Regions from separate parts of the Sus scrofa genome. Here region 2 is linked to region 1. The links are chromatin contacts, called in public HiChIP or PLAC-seq maps. All regions are on one chromosome and are shown on one strand. Each heading gives the region's core, a stretch centred on a gene start, on an enhancer-like site or on the middle of the called end of the contact. The rest is flanking DNA. Distances are from core to core; before and after follow the strand shown. Region 1 has its middle 28 kb from the start of PDIA4. Region 2 holds the start of EZH2 (enhancer of zeste 2 polycomb repressive complex 2 subunit).

Region 1 (5,292 bases), core at 2,388-4,887:
TTAAATATGCCATAAAGTGCATTGTGCGAAACTAACTTGCCAGCGAGGATAACTGGAGGACGGCAACAGATTAAGAAAAGGAGCTTCCCTTGTCTTTGGATTGTTCCTTGAGAAGAGGGAAGTCCAAAGGTTTGGGTGCTCTAGGTGTGAAGGAGAGAGAGCAGGAAGATCATTGTACTGGCTTAACAGTCTACCAAGCTTTGCATTTTTAATAAAGCGTTAAAAGATTTTCGTATCGGAAAACCAGAAAACTTTTCTCTCTTAAATATGAGCTTTTGCAAATCAAGACTATTTCGGCTTCAAATTATGGTGTATGCAATGACAGCAGGACATACCATGCAATATTGGGGTACACATATTAAAAAAAAATCTCCGTTATTATCTGAAATTTAAATTTGACTGGGCATCTTGTATTTTATCTGGCAACCCTATTTTAGCATACAAGTTTTAGGGAAGAACTATCCCCGAACTCTTCTTTCTAGATTAATCATATTACTCTAGACTGGTCTCCTTGTTTCACTGGCCATTATTGCTTTGCAGTTATTATTATCTGGTTAAGAATCTTCTGGAGACAGGATATATAGGTCAAGATGGATGCAATTGTGGAGTCTCTCACCTGTAAAATGAGAACTTTCTAAGTCAGAGAAACTGACTCAGTCTTCGTTTCTTAATGTCCATGTTCATACCATTCCAGCACCAAGTACTCCTCTCTCTCTTCCTATCTCATTTATTATCCATTTATTTATTTTTGTCCTTCTTTTTTGCAATGCATCCATTGATCAGGACACCACACCAACTGGTTTCATGCCATTGTTTTGCCATCAGTTTTTCATCGTCGGGTGGGTATCAGGGAGAACCCTTGCAGAAGAAAATTTATTCTGGCCCTGCAAGTAATGAACTATGAACTCTGGCTGACCTTGAGCTACCCATGTGGTCTCTTAGAAACAGTTGATTTGTAAAATGGTAATGTCTGTCATACTTTTTTGACTGGCTTGTAAAGATACTAAATGAAATAAGTAATCTGATAATACTTTGCACCTTATAAAATACAATACAAACATAAAGGTTCTAGGAGTTCCCTTCGTGGCGTAGTGGTTAACGAATATGACTAGAGCCCATGAGGTTGTGGGTTCAATCCCTAACCTTGCCAAGTGGGTTGGGGATCTGGCGTTGCTGTGACCTGTGGTGTAGGTTGTAGACACGGCTCAGATCCTGCGTTGCTGTGGCCCTAACGTAGGCTGGTGGCTACAGCTCCAATTGGACCCCTAGCCTGGGAACCTCCACATGCCTCAAGTGCGGCCCTAGAAATGGCAAAAAGACAAAACAAACAAACAAAAAGATAAAGGTTCTCTTTGGCAAATATAGAACATTGACTGTACCCAATGGGTGGTTATTCTTGTTTATTACCATTATTCTTCAGGAGATCCCATTGTGGCTCAGTGCTAATGAAACGGACTAGTATCCATGAGGACACAGGTTCCATTCCTGGCCTCATTCAGTGGGTTAAGGATCTGGCATTGCCGTGAACTGTGGTGTAGCTCTCAGATGCAGGTCAGATCCTGCATTGCTGTGGCTGTGGTGTAGGCCAGCAGCCATAGCACGGATTTAACCCCTAGCCTGGGTCAAATCCTGGGTCAGCTTCCATGTGCTGACCTGTGGCCCTAAAAAAAGACCAAAAAAACAAAAAAACAAACCCAAACCCCATAAACAAAGCAATTATTCTTCAGATGCAATAGGCCTGTGTTAACTGGTGGTGTTATGATCATCATTTGAACAATCCACTGTAATCAAAGTGGTTCACCTTGTGTTTATTCATTACTGAGGAAGCAGAGAGGCAAACACGAAAGGGCACAGGATCTAGACTGAGAGCACCCACAGGGAGCCCTGGGTTCCTGATAGTGTACTTCTTACCTCTTTGTATTGTCGCCTCAAGATTAACCATACTTATGGAAGCACAAGGAACTCCAGTGTGCTCTCAAGGTACATTGAATTGTCTGCACCTATAAGGATAAACTAAATCATTTCCTTTTTATATACACATTTATGATAGTTACACAGTACTGCATCTTGCTTCTGATGCTGTTAGGAATTTATATTTCAATCAGCAAAAGAGTAGGAAGATCACTGTCATAACACCTTATCTTAGATGAAGAGGCAGCAGAATGGCTTTCTCAAGGTTGCACTAGAAAGTGCAGGGGTTCCCTGGTGGCTCAGTGGGCTAAGGACCTGGCATTGTCACTGCTATGGCATGGGTTAGATCCTGGCATACAGTAGGCACACACACCACCCCCAACAAGTAAGGGCAGAACCAGGATGAGAGAGCAGCTCTAAGCCCCGACCGGTGAGTCCCACGATATACTCTGCTCTTCTCCCACCTTCTCTATTTTCAGAATCTTGGACTTAGCTGTTCTTCCTCCAAAATGTTTTCTCTTTATCTTCAAAACTTAAGAGGACTGTCAACTTTGAAATATCTCCTAATTTTGTCTACTAAGTGTTGTACTACCAAATATTAATCTTTTATCTTACTGATATTGAAACATTTAAAAATCCATACATATCTTTTTTTTTTTTTTTTTTTTTTTTTGTCTTTTCTAGGGCTGCTCCTGGGGCATATGGAGGTTCTCAGGCTGGGGATAGAATCGGAGCCATAGCTGCCGGCCTACGCCAGAGCCACGGCAACTCGGGATCTAAGCCTCATCTGCAACCCACACCCCAGCTCACGGCAACGCCGGATCCTCAACCCACTGAGCGAGGCCAGGGACTGAACCCGAAACCTCATAGTTTCTAGTTGGATTCGTTAACCACTGCGCCATGACAGGAACTTCAATCCACTCATATCTTAAAAGACTTTTTTTTTTCTTTTTTTGGAAATGATTTAAAGAATGTGGAAATTAAATAAAACCCCACTCTATTAAAAAGTGGGAAAAATAAAATCCTTAATCACCCCACCCCATTACCTCATTTCCTTTTCTTGGTCTCAGAATATCTACTTTTACCATACCTATTTGATTGGGGCGAGTGGGGGGGAGGGTGTAGCTGGGAGCTTCTGTGATGAATTTTCCCATATTTGTTGTTAGCTCTGAAGGAAAACGGCTACTTTAAACAAATTTTGTATTCCTAGCTTTTAATCTCAATAATAATATTGACTTTCAAATTTTTTAAATTAAGATGAAGACAAGTTAAGTGTATTTTACATCTAGACGGGGACAGCCCTGCAAAAGACTAGTCAAGTGCAGTAGTGAGAAGGGGGGAAAGAGTAGAACGAGGAGTTCGACCTGTAACTGACTGTGAACAATCAATTGAGATAACTCACTACCTTCGGACCAGCCAAAACTTCTGCTTGCTGTGTACACTATTTAAAGCTCACATATTTCCTCATTTTACCCTTACAGTGATATTTCAAATCGAGTTTACAAACAACATTTGCAGTATGGATGATATGCATCCTCTAACAATTCCTTCCGTGCATCTATTTATCAATAAATAGCAAAGTGTATTTAACAACAAGAATCAGAAGCACTACTGAGCATCCTGGGAAAGAGACATGCAAAATTAGCATCTCGTCACCAGGGTGTCTCCCGGCAGTGGAGTTCGTCTGTAGAGGCTCTGCCAGCACAGGATCCAGAGCTGTCCAATCGGCGCTGAGCTCCTTTGTCTATTTACCACATGTGACCTCCAGGCAGCTCTGCCAGATCTGGAGAAAACTCTGTGCACTGGAGCAGATCTAGTCCCCAGACCCCAAACCTTGGAACCAGTGTGCTCCCATCTTGGGGTCGGCTCCCTTCAGAAGAGCAGGAGTGCCTCCCTATCGCCCAAGATCTGCTTCTCCTCAAATCTCAACTGATTAAAAAACCCCCGAAAGATCACAGGAATGGAAGGAGGAGGCATCTGAAACACCCAAACATCTGGATGCTTCTGAGGCCATCCTGGCAGAGGGGGTCTCTGGTGCAGTGCCTCGGGGTTGTTCCTTGGCCCGATCTCATCTAATCTGTTTCCGTCCTTCCTTTGACGAAAATTCACATGAATGAGATATGGAAATGAGCTGATTAAATGTATTGATGACACAACAGGTAATCAGGAAGGCATGAAATTGACAGATGGGCTCATATTACATTAACTGGGACTGAGTTCTAGTCTTCACCACCAACTAGCTATATATCTTTGGAAAAGTTGCTTGCCTTGTTTGAACCTCAGTTTCTCCACTTTTAAAATGGACATAATCAGAATATCTACTTTGTAGGAGATTGGGAGGATTAAATGAGAAGCCATAGAATTCACTCAAATACATTAAAAAAAAAAAAAAAAAGGTCCTATGAGAATGTTAGCTCTCAAGGTTCAGAAATATTTTCTCTGGCTCAACAGGCACAAACTAATTAGAAACAAATGGATACAAATTAATAAGATAACAGACACAAATTAACAGCACTAGAGTTCCCTTTTCCATTAAAAACAAAATGAAAATCTGAGCAGGTACCAGATAAGAAAATCTCAAAAAGTAAAAGTGCAGATCCTAGTATAGTTACTCACAGGTCATTGTATCCCTGAGGTATGCTCAGACAGGTAGTGCCCAGAGCCCAGGGCTCAAGGTTTTTTTTTTTTGTTTTTTTGTCTTTTTGCCATTTCTTGAGCTGCTCCCGCGGCATATGCAAGTTCCCAGGCTAGGGGTCTAATCGGAGCTGTAGCTGCCAGCCTACGCCAGGGCCACAGCAACGCGGGATCCGAGCCACCTCTGCGACCTACACCACAGCTCACGGTAACGCCGGATCATTAACCCACTGAACAAGGGCAGGGATCAAACCCGCAACCTCATGGTTCCTAGTTGGATTCATTAACCACTGCGCCACGACAGGAACTCGGCTCAATTTTTTTTTTTAATTTCATTTTTATTTTTTAAATTCAAAGATGGAGTTCCCATTGTGGCTCAGTGGTAATGAACCCAACTAGGATCCATGAGGTGTTGGCATGAGCTGTGGTGTAGGTCAGATCCGGCACTGCTGTGGCTGAAGCCTAGGCTGGCAGGTGCAGTTTCAATTCAACCCATAGAAGTGGAACTTCCATATGCCAGAGGTGCGGCCCTAAAAAGCAAAATAATAATAATAATAGGATTTCCCCTTTTTTCTTTTATTCCGTCTATGTGCCCTCGCAGGTGACATTCTCTCAAATAAACCAGGTGATATTCTCTCAAACTTTTTGTGCTTTCTTTCATTCAAAATCCACCTGTGGCAGGTCCCATTTTTGCCACATCTGCTCCTCTTCCCTGCGGTTTACAAGATGGGGCTCAACGTCCAACAA
Region 2 (5,034 bases), core at 1,225-3,724, 97 kb before region 1:
TTTGTGTGCCTAACTTCACTAAATCAACAAGTGTGGTTTTTTTAATCACTGCTACTTAAATACATTTTCAAATCAAATAAAAAATTAAAAACCAATTCCCCCAAAAAAACTTAAAAATAAATCTTGTGGCAACTACAAAGACAGTAATTGCCAAATATAGTGTACACAAACAAGTAAGGAAAAACTGCAATTTCTTATCCTAAAAGATCCAAATATCTACCAAAATCTCCCTAACTAGCTCATCTTATAACAAGAGGCCAGATTATCAGGAGGACTTTTTAATAGATAATTACTAGCAACTAATACAGTAAACAATACTTAGGACAGCACCTGGAATGTCTGTTCAGCGGTGTCTAACACTGCAAAATATGTAATAAAGACTTTTACACTGCATTTCTTTGTCTCCATATTTATGAAACCGTAAGATGGTAGGGTGAACATTAGATCATCAGATAGAACAATGCAAATCGGTGCTATGTTCCTAAATTCCTCTTCTTTGAAGATATTCCCCTGCCACAAAGACTAGAATTTAAGATGCCATTTTCCTAAGTGTTTTCAAGAACTTAAGCATTAAATTCCCAAATACACCACCACAAAGAGAGAAAGGATTCTTTACATCCAGGACTAGAACCCTACCTACTCCTAACTTTAGGTAATATGAAAAGGAAATTAAAATAGGTCATAAATACTTTCATTTTCTTGAAATAAAATTATCAATAAACTTGTTAGGATTACACACTTGTTCTACATTTTATTTCCAAACATAAAATAGTTGCTAACGGTGATGAATGAAGAGTAGTGGAAAATAAACTCCAAACCCCCTAGCTCCCTGGTGGTCTAATGGTTAGGATCCCACACGCTCTTAAAATCCCTTAGAAGTATAGCCTACATTCAACTGTATCAGCATTAGTGTTTTTTAAAGATTTTCTTAAATGGTGTTTTATGTGACATTAAAAAGCCACAAAATTAATCCGATAAATGACCTTTAAAACCCAGAAAGTAAACCTTGAAGTAAAATATTTTTAAATACCAAAGACATATCTTTGTTTCCAAATGACTTAAATTTTACAGATCCTGTGTGACAAACAAAGGAAGTTTAGCTTAACTGTGGACAGCACACGTTCAATTTCTTAGGCAACAAACATTTCTGTAGTCAGTCTTTTCTGACTCAACAAAGCTATTGTTCACGGAAAACAAGACCAATTAATGACGAATTGCTAACCAGACCACCTAAACACACATTTGTCATAAACATTTTGCTTGATCAATTCTTTCTACCATCGCATCCTCATTCAATCCCTGGGGATTTGGAGAATAATCTCTTACTAAATGACAGTTGATTTCGTTAGCACCTGTCGCCAGTCTCAGATGTATCACATAAGTTGGCCGAAAGAGCATGTAATTTTTTAAAAAAAATATGATTCTTTAGAAAGCGGGAACTCAGCAGGCGTGAGTTCACCAAGTTTTCATTTCAAAATATCATGCTTCTCGATTCCTCCAATTTTCAAAAAGGGACCTGATGGCACCGACTTTTTTTGGGGGGGTGGACAATGACGCGGAAACTCGACGAAAAGCCCTCCGAAACGAACAAAACCGAGCGGGGGGAGAACGGCTCGACCCTTCCTCAAACTTAACAGAAAGCCAGCCGAGGGGGTAAAGGCGGCCGGGACCGCCTCGTCAGAGCGGGTGGAGACGAGGGGTTCGGGGGTGCTTTCCGGGGAAATGTCAGACCCGCAGCCGCTCCGAGTTCGGTTCCCAGCGCCGCCCCGGCCCCCTCGGCCCCGGCCGAGCCTGCGCGCTCGCGGGGAGGGGGCGTGGGGCCCAGCCCGCCCCCTGCGCCGCGGCCCGCGCTCCCCACGCCCCTCTCCCGCCCGCTGTCAGGCCCGGGTGTCACTGCCCCTTCCCCGCGCCGAGCTCCCCCGAGACACAGTCCGTCCTTTGTCTGAGTGTGCACTCGGTGCCGAGGTCCCACCAACTTGTGTGCGTCCCGTCCCACCCGGGCGCTCCCGCCGCGACGCTCCACACAAAGGAGACAGGGGCTCGGGCGGCCGGCCCGCCCCGAGCACCGGAGCGCCCCCAGCCCAGCCGCCGCGCCTCCCGAAGGGCGGGCGCGCGAGAAGACCCCTCGGCTCGCCCCCCAGGGCGCCCGCCCGGGGTCCCGCCTTAGGTCGCCAGGTGCGGCGCTGCCCGCCCCCGCGGTCGCGCGGGCCAGCCCAAAGCCACGGCCCCTTCCGAGGGGTCTCCTCTCACCCCTCCAGCCAAAGCGGCGCCCCGGGAAAGCCCGCTCTGGGCGATACCCGGAGGGGTGGCGGGGATATCCCGGCGCCGCCGCCGCCCCTCACCGAGCTTCGGAGCCCCGCTGGCCGGCCGGCCCGACAGCGGCACGCTACCTGAGCCCCGCGCCCCAGCCCGCTCCGCTCCCGCGCGCCGCTCCCGCGCGCCACCACCGCCGCCGGGCTTCCACCGCCTTCTGCGTCCCAGTGGGTGTCGGACGCTCCCGGACCAAGCGCCAAACCCGGCAGCCCAATCGCCATCGCTTTTATTTGGCCCCCCCTGTCCAACTAAGCGCCGCCCCGATTGGCGGGCCGCGAGGCGGGCTCCCGTCCAATCACAAGGCCCGCCGGGCTCCGTGGCGGCGAGCCAGCCCCACGCAGAGGAGCCCGCGGGACTCAGCCGGGCCGGGCCGGCGGCGCGTGCGCGCGAGCGGGCGGGCGCTGAGGGACGCGGCCGCCGAGTGGAAGCGCTGCGCCGTCTCTTTGTTCTTTCGCCGAACGCACGGCGCCTCTCAGGAAGGCGGTGGGTCGGCTGGCTGGGACGATGGGGCCTCTGCAGCCCGAATCCCGGGCCGCGGGCGGGAGGCGGCCAGGGCAGGATGGCGGGAACCGACCAGGGGGCGGGACGGCGCGCTCGCGGCGCTTGGCGGGAACCGCCGGCAGCCTCAGAGTTCCCGGGCCGGAGGGGCGGGGCGGGGCCGATAGCCAAGTTTGAACCAGTTCAAAACTCGGGGGTGGTAACGGTTTCAACTGCCGCGCTCTTTTCCCCGCGCGCGGAGCCGAAGCGCAGGCCGGCCGGCGGACGCGCGCGAGGTACCCCGATTGCCGGCCAGTTACGCTCTGCGGTCCGGGCTCCAATCTGGTTCGTTTCGGGCGAGGAGCCCCGAGCCTTTCGCGGTCTGGTCGGACTGGCGCGCCGCCTCCGGTGCGAGCAGAGCGCTCTGCCAGCTACTTTTTCTGCTAAGCCCCTCAGTGGCTTGGCCCGACTCAGATCCCCTGGCCCGCTGGACTTTGGTTGGTCGAGGCCGCAGTGCCCATCTCCTTAGAAACCTGGGAAACAGCAGCCCTACTGTTATTTCAGTTTCCTCATTCTGAGCGCCTTGTTCGGCACCTTCCAGCGTTTGTAGTTCCAAACACGTGTCAACGTTAATCATTTATCAGGGGTGAGTGGGGTTCACTTGCCTCGAGCTAACGCCTCTGGAAAAAATTGGGATGATTGCAGCATCTTTCAAGTGTTAAAAAAAAAAATGATCTGCGGGTGAGCCTGTATCAACCCATAAGAATTAGAAATATTCTGTTTAGGATGCAGTTTCCCCTTTTAATTTATCTGACAGTGAAGGTAAGGTTATTCTGAATTTTCTTTTTTTTCTTTTTAGGGCCTCATCCGAGGCGTATGGAGTTTCCCAGGCCAGGGGTGGAATCCGGCCTACACCACAGCCACAGCAACTCAGGCTCCAAGCCGTATCTGCGACCTACTCCACAGCTCAACAAGGCCAGGGATCTAACTGCAACCTCAGGCATGGTTCCTAGTTGGATTAGTTTCTGCTGCGCCACGGGATCTCCTGAATTTATTTTCAATAGGATGCAGGAATAGGGCAAAACAATCGTTCACCCATGTAAACAGATTGAGAGTTCAGATGGAGGGCGGGGAGGATAGTCAACTAGGAACTGGAGTTAAAAGCCTAACGAAATCATATACTTAGTATTTTTAGCTACATTTTTAAAGGACCAAGATTTTTAATGACTAGTTCCTTATATGATAATTTGACTGAAAGTTTCCTACCTTTTCCTAAATTACCATACCATTCCTTATACATATTCCAGACCAACTCAATGCTGGAAGTATATGTGGAGGGAAACCAAAAGATACAGAGAAAAAACAATCACATGCCCAATAAAAGCACAGTTATGAATAAATGATAAGAATAGTGCAAAAGTAAGTAGCTTATGCATCTGAGATGTAGCTATAAACTAATGTAATAATTCCATCTGTCATACGTAACAGTTACTAATACACTCATATGCCATGGTAAAAGACATCCATATAGACCATTAATTTACAATTAATTTTTTAACCAACAACTTAGATGTTAAAAGTTAACTACCTATCCCTAAATTACTTATCAAATTACTGATTTTATCTGACCTTTAAATAATAAAACGATGTGGTCATTTTTTAAAGAAAAGGAAATTACATTAGCAAAGATTATCAGCAAATCCAAGTGATACATAAATACATCCAACATAGTGTGAAATGTCATATGAAATGCTAAGCCATTTAAAACCAAGGGATGGGGAGTTCCCGTCGTGGCGCAGTGGAAATGAATTCAACTAGGAACCATGAGGTTGCAGGTTCGATCCCTGGCCTTTCTCAGTGGGTTAAGGATCTGGCATTGCCGTGAGCTGTGGTGTAGATTGCAGACGTGGCTAGGATCTCGAATTGCTGTGGCTCTGGCATAGGCCTCTGGCTACAGCTCCGATTAGTCCCCTAGCCTGGAACCTCCATGTGCCACAGGAGAGGCCCTAGAAAAGGCAAAAAGAGACAAATAAATAAAATTTAAAAAAACAAGGGATGATGTTGGATTGAGATATTTCCCCCCAAAAAATCTCAGAAAGCATAAGATTTAGGCATTCCCACTGTGGCTCAGCAGTAATGAACCCAACTAGTATCCATGAGGACACGAGGTCAATCCTTGGACTTGCTTGGTGGGTTAATGATCAAGCGTAGCCGTGAGCTGTGGTGTAGGCCGCAGAGGAGGCT

Evidence for each region. HiChIP or PLAC-seq counts read pairs in DNA pulled down with a chosen protein or histone mark.
Region 2: an H3K27ac HiChIP or PLAC-seq map of alveolar macrophages shows a contact between it and region 1. The contact joins the promoter of EZH2 here to the enhancer-like site in region 1. A contact is called at or near these places in 1 of 5 promoter capture datasets (liver), 4 of 47 Hi-C or Micro-C datasets (brain, heart right ventricle, liver and 1 more) and 2 of 2 datasets of contacts at active chromatin or transcription factors (alveolar macrophages and skeletal muscle).

What each region holds. Positions count from the first base shown.
Region 1 is chr9:109,286,011-109,291,302 of Sscrofa11.1, reverse strand. No RefSeq gene overlaps it. Among named protein-coding and RNA genes, the nearest start is that of PDIA4, 28 kb to the right of the region's middle. Within about 2 kb of position 3,637, at least 68 of the 83 cell types and tissues checked have an H3K27ac peak or open chromatin away from gene starts, as enhancers often do. A contact at or near this core is called in alveolar macrophages, brain, liver and 1 more, where this site is marked.
Region 2 is chr9:109,382,495-109,387,528 of Sscrofa11.1, reverse strand. It overlaps EZH2 (enhancer of zeste 2 polycomb repressive complex 2 subunit), which reads right to left and starts at 2,474. Exons shown (of 20, transcript NM_001244309.1): 1 at 2,391-2,474.